Linked DNA regions of Mus musculus: regions 1, 2 and 4 are each linked to region 3. The links are chromatin contacts, called in public HiChIP or PLAC-seq and promoter capture Hi-C maps. All regions are on one chromosome and are shown on one strand. Each heading gives the region's core, a stretch centred on a gene start, on an enhancer-like site or on the middle of the called end of the contact. The rest is flanking DNA. Distances are from core to core; before and after follow the strand shown.

The links. Promoter capture Hi-C pulls out the DNA fragments that hold promoters and counts their contacts. HiChIP or PLAC-seq counts read pairs in DNA pulled down with a chosen protein or histone mark.
Region 1: a contact with region 3 is called in an HNF4G HiChIP or PLAC-seq map of pancreatic cancer cells. The contact joins the promoter of Atp2c2 here to the promoter of 1190005I06Rik in region 3.
Region 2: a contact with region 3 is called in a promoter capture Hi-C map of pre-B cells, with 2.3 times the contacts expected there. The contact joins the promoter of Cotl1 here to the promoter of 1190005I06Rik in region 3. A contact is called at or near these places in 2 of 39 promoter capture datasets (cranial neural crest and pre-B cells).
Region 4: a promoter capture Hi-C map of liver shows a contact between it and region 3, with 3 times the contacts expected there. The contact joins the promoter of Map1lc3b here to the promoter of 1190005I06Rik in region 3. A contact is called at or near these places in 2 of 39 promoter capture datasets (hippocampal neurons and liver) and 4 of 115 datasets of contacts at active chromatin or transcription factors (bone marrow-derived macrophages, extraembryonic endoderm stem cells and pancreatic cancer cells).

The regions. Positions count from the first base shown.
Region 1 is chr8:119,698,681-119,701,380 of GRCm38.p6, forward strand. It overlaps Atp2c2 (ATPase, Ca++ transporting, type 2C, member 2), which reads left to right and starts at 1,329. Exons shown (of 27, transcript NM_026922.1): 1 at 1,329-1,577. The coding sequence starts at 1,485.
Region 2 is chr8:119,839,186-119,841,885 of GRCm38.p6, forward strand. Cotl1 (coactosin-like 1 (Dictyostelium)) reads right to left here and starts at 1,394. Exons shown (of 4, transcript NM_028071.3): 1 at 1,139-1,394; 2 at 957-1,039. The coding sequence starts at 1,215.
Region 3 is chr8:120,633,064-120,635,763 of GRCm38.p6, forward strand. 1190005I06Rik (RIKEN cDNA 1190005I06 gene) reads right to left here and starts at 1,327. Exons shown (of 4, transcript NM_197988.3): 1 at 1,205-1,327. The coding sequence starts at 1,291. The region is part of intron 1 of Gm27021 (predicted gene, 27021); the gene reads right to left.
Region 4 is chr8:121,589,068-121,591,767 of GRCm38.p6, forward strand. It overlaps Map1lc3b (microtubule-associated protein 1 light chain 3 beta), which reads left to right and starts at 1,371. Exons shown (of 4, transcript NM_026160.5): 1 at 1,371-1,497. The coding sequence starts at 1,458.

The DNA of each region.
Region 1 (2,700 bases), core at 79-2,578, 930 kb before region 3:
TGGGTCTCTACTCTCTCAGTGTCTACCCTGCAGGCCCTCCACGCACAGTAGGCAGTTCATCCTATTGCTCTCTCAGGTCCTGTCTTCCTGCCATGTCCACATCTTTGGAGGCAGTCTCTCAAACCAGCTCTCTGGTGCTGTTTTCCTCTGGGATGCCAACTCACCTCACGGAGGAGTAAACTGAGGTGGAGAGAGGAGGGTAAAGTCACCCAAGGTCACACATGTCTGGAAGGACGTGGCCTGGACTGCAAAGCTGAGGAAGTCCAGTTTCCCTCCTTTTTTTTAGGATTGGGTGGGGGGCGGGGTGAAGTCTCCTGCTGGGGGAGGGGCCTCACAGCGGGAGCAGGCATCGTGGTGGGGGATGGGCGGCAGGATGATGGAAGTGCTTTGGCTTTGTTAAGAGAGAAAGATGCAGGGGGGACATGAAGCCCACTAAAGCGTCCAGTCAGGTTGACTAGGACGGCAGTGGCCACCGCCTGGGGGAGCCAGTGAGGCACGTGGTAACTATTTGCGCAAAGGGGACAGGTTAGTCGAACAAACAAATATGCAGTCAGTTGATCAACTGCCAGAGGTCAAAAGTAAACCCAGGATGGGGCATGACCCAGCCTTCTCCAGGGCCACCTCTGCTCCGTGGAGCTAGGGACCCTGGTCCACCTAAAAAGCCATAAAAAATCCCGCTCAAGTTTAAGAGTGAAATTGAAAATTGAAGCGGCTTAGTAGGGCTCCCGTAGAGGGTTTTCCTTGTAGCTTTCCAGAGCACGCACTGGGCAGCCCGAAGTGTAGGACACCCCTCTCCGCGTTACAGGGTACCAGTGTGCTGCCGATGCAAACACGCTCTGTGCTGAGCCCTTCCGGATCACACTGTTTTCCTGGATCCCCAGTTTTCCTGGGACAGGGGGTGCTGTTCTGATCATTAGAAAGAGAGGAGTGTGCTCTACAGGTAAACATATCTTCCACAAGTGGCTGTGGCACCCCCAGTTTCCGTACTCCCAAAGGCGCATCTACATAGGTGTAGGTAAGGCTGTCTCAGCTTTCTGCTCTTATTTCAGTTACAGATGCGACCAGGTGGCTCAGAGAGGCCAGATGATTTGACTGGCCCCGAGCTGCTCTATCCCAGGTAAGGCTTTTAACTCAGGACTTTCTCCCTTTCAGGCGATTCTTATGCTCTGGCAGGTTTGGACAAGAATCAGAGCTCTGAGACCACACAGAGGCTTCCTGATCCTTCCTGAGCCGCTGCGGCTGACCCTTGGAGTTTGGGGTCCTGGCGCCAGCGGGGCGGGCCAGGCGTGCAGAGGGCGGAGCTGCTGGGCCCTGCCCAGGGGCGGAGCTCACCTGGGGACCAGGTAGACAGCTCCCCGGCAACCTGGCCGCCCGGGAAGCCTGGGCGCGCAGCAGCCGCGGCCTCGCTAGGGCCCCAGGGACGCGGGCAGGGACTGCGACCAGCCCCACGGCCGGCTGTGGAGCAGCCTGGACACCAGTTCACCATGGGGAGACGCCTCAAGTTTCTGCAGAAACTGGCCTTCTTGGGCCAGAACCACCGGTACAAGGCGCTGGAGAGGGACGAGGTGGAGACCCTGGTGAGTCTGGGCGATTTGGTATGAAGCGTGGAATTAGATCCCACATTTGTCCCCTGGGACTCTGTATCTGACCCCTGGGAACCCGTGGATCACTGGACTCTGAGATTCTTCTCAGCACCTCAGTTGACTCTGAAAAGAACCTAGCTTCGAAGTAAGCAGCTCCACCAGGCTCAAGGCGCAGAACTCAGCAATTAACTTGGTTAGGCCAGCCCATTTTGGGACCGAGAAACTAAGGCCGGTGCTCTTTAAGGGCATGGAGTTAGCAGGCCACCTAGCCAGAAGTTAACTTCGTTTTCTCCGATTCAGGGGAGTTTAAACTCCTCTACCCAGAGAGACAGCTGCGTGAACTTTTACAGAAAGGCTGCCGGGATTGAAAGGGATGTGGACCCAAAACAAAAACAAACAAACAAAAAAGCCACACAAAATCCCGCTCAAGTTTAAGAGTGAAAATTGAAATTTGAAGCTGTTTAGTAGGGCTCCTGTAGAGGGCTTTCCTCCACATCAATGTGGTTTTTAAAAAGCTGCTCTGAGCCAACGCATGGTAGCACATGCCTCTTATCCCAGCACTTGGGAGGCAGGGACAGATAGATCTTTGAGATAGAGACCAGTCTAATCTGTATAGTGAGTTTCAGTCCAGCCAGAGCTACACAGAGAAACCCTTTCTTAAAAAGCAAACCAGAACCCCACTCTGAATGGTATAATGTCTTTGAACCTTAAGGTAGCTTCTGGGCTAACCTTACAGAGCTTCAGTGCAAGAAGTTTCTCTACAGGACCAACAGCCATAACGTTGTTTCTGTGACTCTGATGGTGCCGTTGGGGTCCAGCCAGCACAGCTCCCCACCCCTGCCAGCTTTGTAAAGGCTGAGAGTGGAAACTCACAGCACACCCAGAACTCCATGCTTGTCCATGGGGAGCTGAGACCTGTGCTCTTTAAGGGCATGGAGTTCTCAGGCCACCTAGCCAGGGAGTCTTGTCTTGCCGAGGGGGAAGAGGGTCTAGGTTAAATTTGTAACAACAGAAGATGTTTTGTAATATTTCAATTTTATTTTCTCCCAAGGAATGCCATGGTCAAAACACTTGATGGTGTGGTTTTTAGATAACTATACATTTGTTTACAAAGGTT
Region 2 (2,700 bases), core at 144-2,643, 790 kb before region 3:
CTGGCCTCCAATTCTCCATCCCCCTGCCTCTGTTTCCAGAATATGCTGAGCTGCTCTGCACACCAGCTCCTTTAGAGATCTCTTTACCAATGGTGTTGAGCTGTTCTACGGGAGCTGTGGCCATTCAGGCCCTGTGTTCTTTCATGGTCCACATGTCCCAGGGAAGCTTAACACACACAAACCTTAGGGTTCCCTGGGATGCTTTTAGTAAGGTCACACATCTGCTTGATTCCTCCACACCAAACCATGGAGCAATCTCAGCTCTCCATGCCCCACCCCAGCCAGTGGCCATTCGCTCCAAAGGAAACTGGCCGCTGGGACCTCGCAAGTCAGCTTCTCTTTATCCAGGCCTGGTATAGCAACATCGGATACACATTCTTGGTGCGTGTTTCTGTACTCTTCAAATTAAAGGCTTGTACAGAAGCAGATAGGGACAAAGATGGAAGGGAGAAAGGAGGGTGGGGCCCTGGGTTCTGCCTTTAGCTTGCAGCCCCCAGGGGCTTCGGCGTTTATTGTTCACTGACCAATCAGAGAGGGTGGAGTTTGAACTGCCCCTTCTGACCTGGAAACCCAGTGGACCACAGGGTGCGGGAGCGGAAGAAGCCGACTGACACTACCGGGGGAGGAATCTCCTCGGGTCACTTGATGGTGATGTCCACAGGGGTTGGGGGCAGGGTGGGGGAGGGATACACTCGGGACTTTGGAAAGCTCAGATCAGAGCTTTGCATGGCTGTGCACACCCACCCTACCAGTACTAGACGCTTGGGGCAAGAGGATGGCCAGTTGGAGGTCACCCTGGATATATAGTGAGCCCCTATCTCCAAAAACACAAAGACAAAACCAAAACAAACAAACAAACAAAGCCCCAGCCCAGATCTGCTGCTGCTTGGACGCCCAGCAGCTCGCTGCCCAGGGTGCCCACCCTCTTTCAAAAGGTCTCATGAGGGTCGCCCTACCTGTGCACTGCTGGATGAAGTGCTGGTAATCTGCTCCCTGATCGCCGGGGACAATGGTGGCGCCGTCGTATCTGAAAGTCACCCTTTGGGTTGGAGGAAGAAAAGAAACATAGGTGAGCGGCGGCGGCGAGCGGCACGAAGCAGGTCACTACTGGCTTCCCCGGCCCCGCGGCGTTGCTCACCAGATGACCGCCGAGCCGTCGTCCCGCACTAAGTTGTACGCCGCGCGACACGCCTCCTTGTCGATCTTCGTGGCCATGGCCGCCGCGAGGACACTGCCGGAACCAGTGAACGCGTCCCTGATCCGCTACGAGAGTCGAGCGGGCTCCGAGAGTGGGCAGGGGAGGTGGCCGCTCGCAACAGCAAGCTAAGGTCCTCGGAGAGAGGCCCGCGGTTACTGCAGAGCCAGAGCGCGCGCGGGGACTCCACTCCCGTGAAAGCCACGCCCCTTCGCTCCCATTGGTCAGGCGAGGCGGGGGCGGGGCGTCTCGCACATCCGGCGGCCAATCCCAGTCTGTGCGGATTGCGCAACTCCGCGGAGGGCTGGAGGGGGGCCCTTCCTCCTCGTCTTCCCTTCCTCCGCCTTCTTCCCTCCCCACTCCGTGGGCCCCAGCCCCTCGCTTCTTCCACCACCTTCTGTGTTCTCCGATCTCGCTCTCCTTCCTCCTTCCCTCTCTCCTTCCCTCCATTCCTCTCCTTCCCTTACGCCGTTGTTCTCCTCTTCTTTCAGCCTCTACCTTGTTCGCCTTCTCATCTCTCCTATTTATCCCACCCCAAGCCCCTTTTCCCTCCTCCCTAAGGCCTCCTTCCTCCTTCTCCTCTGCATCTTCCCTCGAATCTTCTTATTCTCTCTTCCTCCCTCGTTCCCTCTACCAGTGAGCTGGGCTGCAGAGCTCTCCACCCCTCCCCCTCCTTCAGAAGAATAACTTAAGTCAGCACTCAGATGAGCCAGGCTGGCCAAGGCTGGCGCCCCTAACCCAGTGTTTGTTTGCTCTTTGGATTTGGAAAGGGAAGAAGTGGAAAGAAGGAAGCATTTCATTTGGAAAGAGAATCACTGTTGACTTTGTAGCCTGGCTATCTGCAGTCACGTGGGGTGCTGGGGCGGGATGGGGCGGCATCCTTAACCCCCTTACTGGGTCATTCATTCACTACTCCTCTACCATCTGTCCTACCGGCAGGTGAAAGGCTGGCCCTGGAGGCCCAGCTCTAGAACTGCTTGTAATTCTCAGCCCCGAGCCATAGGGCAAGCTCTGAAACCTTATCAAGAGGACTGCTCTCTCCCCGTGGTAAGACGAGCCTCAGGGAGCCTCAGCAGGTGCCTTCAGCCTTAACTGAAATGATGTACAGAAACCAGGGCGGGCATCAAAAGAGGTCACTGTTGGTTTGCTATTGACTAAAACGGATCATAGACAGAAACTGAAAAGATCTGGAACATGTATAAGGGATAGGAAAACCCTTAGGCCTGAAGGTGTGGCCCAAAGAGCCAGCATCTGTGAGGTCCCAGGTTCTCTCTCTCAGTACCTCACCTTAAAAAAAAAAAAGAAAAAGTCTTGACACAGTACCTCACCAGGCAGCTCAGAACTCAAGAGGTTAAAAAAGAAGGGTTATACATTGACAACCAGGCTGGGCTGCATACTGGTTTCCAGGCCTGCCTGGGCTACAAAATAAGACCCTGTCTCAGATTAGGAGAGATGGTTTATCCTCTGCTAGAGGACTTTAGATTCTTTCTCAGTACCCATGTCTG
Region 3 (2,700 bases), core at 77-2,576:
GTGTGAGTGTGAAGACAGCCAGCTCAGGAGCAGGTCTGGCACAGGCCAACTGCTGGCTAAGCACTCACATCTCCGCGTCCTCAGCCCAGGAGGACGAGTTGCTTTGTAAGTGACCTACACCTCCCTAGGGGACGCACACTCCGGCCTGGTGTGTGCCCACCAGCTGAGGCCTTCCAGGGACAGATTAGACACAGCTTTCCACGGCCTTGGGGCTGGTGGAGGGATTAAGTCTTTCCATAAATATACAGCCTTTCTCCTGTGCAGAGGACCCGGACCTGAGGGAGGGGGGACCACGAAGGGGACCAAGCTACATTGTGTCCTGACTAGGAAAGGGATCTGGATAGGCAAGAGGTGCTTTCAGCTGCTAGCACAACCAGAGAGGTGTCTCAGGCTGGAGAGAGACATCAGAATCTGCCACACAGGAGAAGCCGTCTGGGACTCAGTTTCCTTGTCTGTAAAACAGGGCGTGTTCTAACATTTCTCTACTCTCTCGGGAACGACTCCTACATTGCGCTGCACCGTTCTCTTGGCAAAGGCCAGAAGTCCTTCCTGCCCTCAGAGTCCCCAAGGGGAGCTGCGGGTCCTCTTTTTAATAAGCGCCCTCCCCAGATCTGCCAGGGCCAGCCCTGCCAAGAGAAGTGCCTGCTTCGAGCGGGTCGCCCTTTGCGGTCGCGAAGCTGCTTTGATGTACTGGGCGCCCCTAAGCGAGGCAGCTCATCAATAATACATTGGAAACACTTGGTGGAGGGAAGCGGTTCCTCCCGAGGCCTCCTGCCCCCACCTTGCCCGACTGCTCGGCAACCTGACAACCCAGCCGGGTGCAAAGAGGGGCCTGAGGCTGCCACGCGCGGGACACGCCCCCGCCCGATGTCAGACACGCGGCCAGAGGAGGCCGAGCTGATCAGCGAAGTCTGCAGGAAGTTGTGGGACGCCAGGGTCCAAAGGGTCCCCCATCACTCTGGAGTCCCCACCACCTTGGGGTCTCCACAGGCCACCCCTCCCCCGTCTCCACCCCACCCCATGCTCCCTACCCTCCCGGGTTCCCCAACCCGGGTCTCCACCGTCTCGGATTCCCCACCTCGGGGTCCCCTTGGTCCCAGATCTCCACGATCCTGGGGTCCCTCGTCCTGGGTCCCTATCCCAGGTCGCCAAAACCCAGGTCCCGGTGCGTCCGCCGTGGCGCGCACGGCGCGCGCACACTCACCGCTTCCTGGGGCGCGCTGGGCGCGGACGCTGGCGGCCGTGAGGGACACCAGGCGACGCGCTTGCAGCCGTGGGCCGCGGGGGTCATGGCCCGGCCTGCTCTGCCTGCAGCCGCGCTTGCCTCGGCCCCCGCCCGGCACCTGGAGGGCGGCGCCGCCCGGGCCGCTCCGCCCCGCAGCCCGCCCAGGGCTCAGCCACAACCCCTGCCGCCGCGCCTCCCTGCCCGCCTCCCCCACCGCAGCCGCGCTCCCGGCACCGGGCAAAGTTTGGGCATCGGCCGGCTGTCCCCGGTTCTGTGGAAGGAAATGGGGAGCCCGGCTCCGCCTCCTGTGCAGAGACGCAGAGGTAACGCCCCCGGCTCGTCGCTGCAGTTGGGAGGTTCAGGTGGCATTGTGACTCCCGGGCTTCCCCGCTGCTGGGTTCTGGCATTTTGACTGGCCACGTGCCCCCGCCTGTCACAGCTGGCAGAGGACCTGAGGGTGAAGACTCAGAGGCCTCGGGCTGCCGCCTCCCCACTCCCTATATCATGATTACTTTTGTATTATTTGAGATAGGGCCTCTTGTAGCCCACACAAGGCTGCCCTTGAACCCCTGATCCTCTGACCTCTATCTCCTAAGTGCTAGGATTACAAGCTTGGGGCCAATGCCTAGCCACCTTTATTTTTATGTTTTTGATGTCATGGCTTCCCCGTACCCCTCCTCCATACATCCAGCAAGTATCCACCACTGAGCCATACACCCACACCCTTTCAATACCCAGGTGTGGCTTCCAGCCCTGTCTCTTTTTCTTTTCTTTTCTTTTCTTTTTTTGGTTTTTCGAGACAGAGTTTCTCTGTATAGCCCTGGCTGTCCTGGAACTCACTTTGAAGACCAGGCTGGCTTCGAACTCAGAAATCTGCCTGCCTCTGCCTCCCGAGTGCTGGCCAGCCCTGTATCTTAATGGTTCTCTCATGGGACCCTCCTCAATGCCCCACGCACCTGCCTAGATCAATTCTTTGTCGCAAGTCTGTAGCGTGTGGCCACTCTACCAGCCTCAGGTCTCCGTACCCCCGGGCTGTGTATGTTTCTAATGACTATAAGGGGAAACTGAGTCCAGGGCAGGAAAGTGGAATTCCTGCGGTGGATACACAGGTACGATCCTACTATGAACCATCACTAAAGAAAAATGCAGTGACATTTCAGACCCTGGCTTTGTTAAGGCCACAGGGATAGGAGATGGATCAAATATTCTTCAGAATTCCAGCAGAAGTGGGTAGGATAGCCCATGTCCCACCTTCCCCAGGCAACATGGGGCCTGCCCTGGCTTGAGCCCCCAGGTCCTCGTGTGAAGTGGGCATTCCTGGGCCAGCACTTTGTGCCTGCCTGCCATGTCTGTCTCCAGGCATGAACCAGGATGGGCGGAAGTGTTTAGGAGCTGGAGCAGGGCGTTTGCTGTGGTCTCCAGCTTCACAACACAGCATGTTACATCACCTCCCCCAGCCGTGCCCCTTCTCTGGA
Region 4 (2,700 bases), core at 121-2,620, 960 kb after region 3:
CAGAAGCTTCATACAAAACAACAAAGTTCGGGCAATTAACAATGCAAAGCAAGCAAACAAAGGAAAGTAACCAGCCCTCAGGATTTCACTCCATAATGTGTTTTCAGCTTTTCCCGGTCACAGAGATGTAGAAGATCCCTTGGACAAACAGCACTTGAAGAAGGTTATTTCCATTTAAAGGAGGAAGTCTGGGCTGTAGGGATAGTACAGTGTCAGGTGGTAGGTCTGCAGGGTCACAAGGCTGGCTCAGATGTGGCATCACTGGGGGTGGGATGGGGGTGAGGTGGCTGCTCCACACTCTAGACCTGTCTGTCACCTGCTCCTACAAACTGAAGATAGGAAGTAGCTTGAGGCCCAGAGAAAGTGCTAAACCGTGGCTGACTGACCATTGGCCTGGCCTGAGGAGACTGAAACCTGTCCTAGCCTGTAATCAGGCCCAGGCTCAGCAGGAGTCAAAGTGAGGACATGCCTGTGATAAAGCCACCCTGGGGTCACCTGAGGTAGAAGGATCTGTCTGAGAAGGGACAGCTGAGATAAAGCTCTTGGGACAGAACTGTGCTCTGTGGCTTTCCAAGGTGGATCCTGTCGGGATCAGGCCTCTGCTGCAGTTCCTGGACACAGTCTGATTGCTCACCAACCAAAAAAATCTAAAAAAACAAAAAACGTGATAGGTGGTAGTAAGGAAATGAGGGCACACATGGGCTAGCACCCTGGAAAGATAGGTGAGCCATGCCCCTCAAATTCCATGCTCAGCAAGCTCAGACACATAAAAGGGCTTTTATGGGAAGAGAGAGTGGACAGGTTGCACAGCAGGTGTTGTCATCGTCTTTCTTTTTGCTGGAACAAGTCATTGATCTTGCCCTCCAGTGACAAGTCTGTAGTCCCTAAGACCTTGCTTCTCTGCGACTTCGACTTAGGAGTAAATACTTGTGTTTATGGCAGCACAAGACTCGCAGGGGAAGAGCCACAAGATCAGATCCAACCATAAGTCTCCAGACGTCTCCATAATCGTAAAGATTTAGCAGGCAAGACCACAAGTCAGTTTTTTGTTATTTGGGTTGGGGGTGGGTAGAATTTAGGAATATCAAATACAGCGGCAAGGGAGCGGACATTGGACCACCAGCTGGATCATGCAAGGACTGAAGGGGAATGAAGTCTGCAGGACTCCATCGCACCAGCGCCCGACCCACGCAGACAGTTAACAGATGCTCGCCCAGCGTGTGCCCAGCGAGCGCCCAGCGTAGCTGGCGTAGGCGCAGGCGCATGGCTTGGGCGCGTGCACGCTTGCGCGCCGCCGAGCTTCCGCCACGCCTGTCATGGCCGCTCTCGGGGGCCGCCCTCGGCCCCACCCTCGGTGACGCGCCGCGAGTCACCTGACTCGGCTGCGGACTGAGACACACACAAGGGAAGTGATCGTCGCCGGAGTCAGATCGTCTGGCTCGGGACCCCCGCGCGCCATGCCGTCCGAGAAGACCTTCAAGCAGCGCCGGAGCTTTGGTGAGCCCCGCGGGCCCGGGGATGGGAGATCCGGGTGCCGGGAGCGCTGAATGCCCGGACGCCGGTGGTGTCTTGCGGGGCCGAGACCCGGCGGGGCCCGGAGCGACGCAGCCAGTGGGATATTGGTCTCGGGGGGGTTCGGTCTCCGGGGTAGCTCGGGTGCTCAGCGTCGCCTTGGCCGTCGGTCGCCGATGGGCTCGGCGTCCCCTGCGGGACTGGAGGCCCGACCCCGGTGGCGTAGGGTACCGCAGGCTCTGCGCGCTTGGCTGTGTCCTTCGTGGGCCCCAGGTCCGGGCGCCCCGCAAGCCTCGGAGCAGCACCCAGCCGCCTTTGCACCCGAAGTCGTCTTGGGCATATGTGTGTGTGTGGAGGGGGGGGTGGCCTTTGTCTCATAACGGAAACTTAACAGCTGTTTTGTTTTGTTTGCTTGTACTGATCTTAAGTTATTCTGGAACAGCCCTCAAGAAAGGAGTGTGGGTTGGGGAAAATGAGCCGTGCACAAACATTAGCTCTGACGCGGGTCCCCAGAGTGGCCGGGGGTAATCTCTCCGAAGCTCCATCTGGCTTGCGATTGTTTTTCTCTAGATTGCCTTCCCTCTCTCCCTAACCCAGCTATTCTGAAGAAAGCGCGGGCATCCGATTGCTGCGGCTTTCCTTTGCTTTTTGACTTTATTGGACCTAAACTGGTGGGCACTGACAGTTGAGAGGTTCCCCACACAGATGTTCAAAGCGGCCCCTTTGAGGAGGCCAGGACCGGTCTTGCTCCTTTCCAGTGAGTTTGGAGGGATTTAGGTTGGAGCTCTAGAGTTTCCACTATCCAGACTGCGGGAATGTTTACAAGGTGGATGGATTTAGGTAGGGCTCACCCCAAACCGACCCTTTGTAGCTGAAGCACCTGGGTGGGGCTTAGGGCGGTGAAGCTCAGGGTCCGCCTAGTGGCAGAGTCCCATTAGCTTTCTGTTATAAATTCTTACACTTCCAGTAAGCAGCGATCATCCCCAGTGCTGTAAGGAAGGAGACTGGCAGCCAGGAGGCCCGTGTAGGCTTGCAGATTCTTAGAAGGACGCGCCCAATTTCCCAAGTTTAGAACTGATCACGTGATTTCAGGCTTCTCAAGTGGTTCCACTGAGTTTTTCTGGGGTGATCCAGTGTTTGCTTCCCCACCCCCAAAACGGTCCTAAACTCCAGGTTACTGGGTGTGTA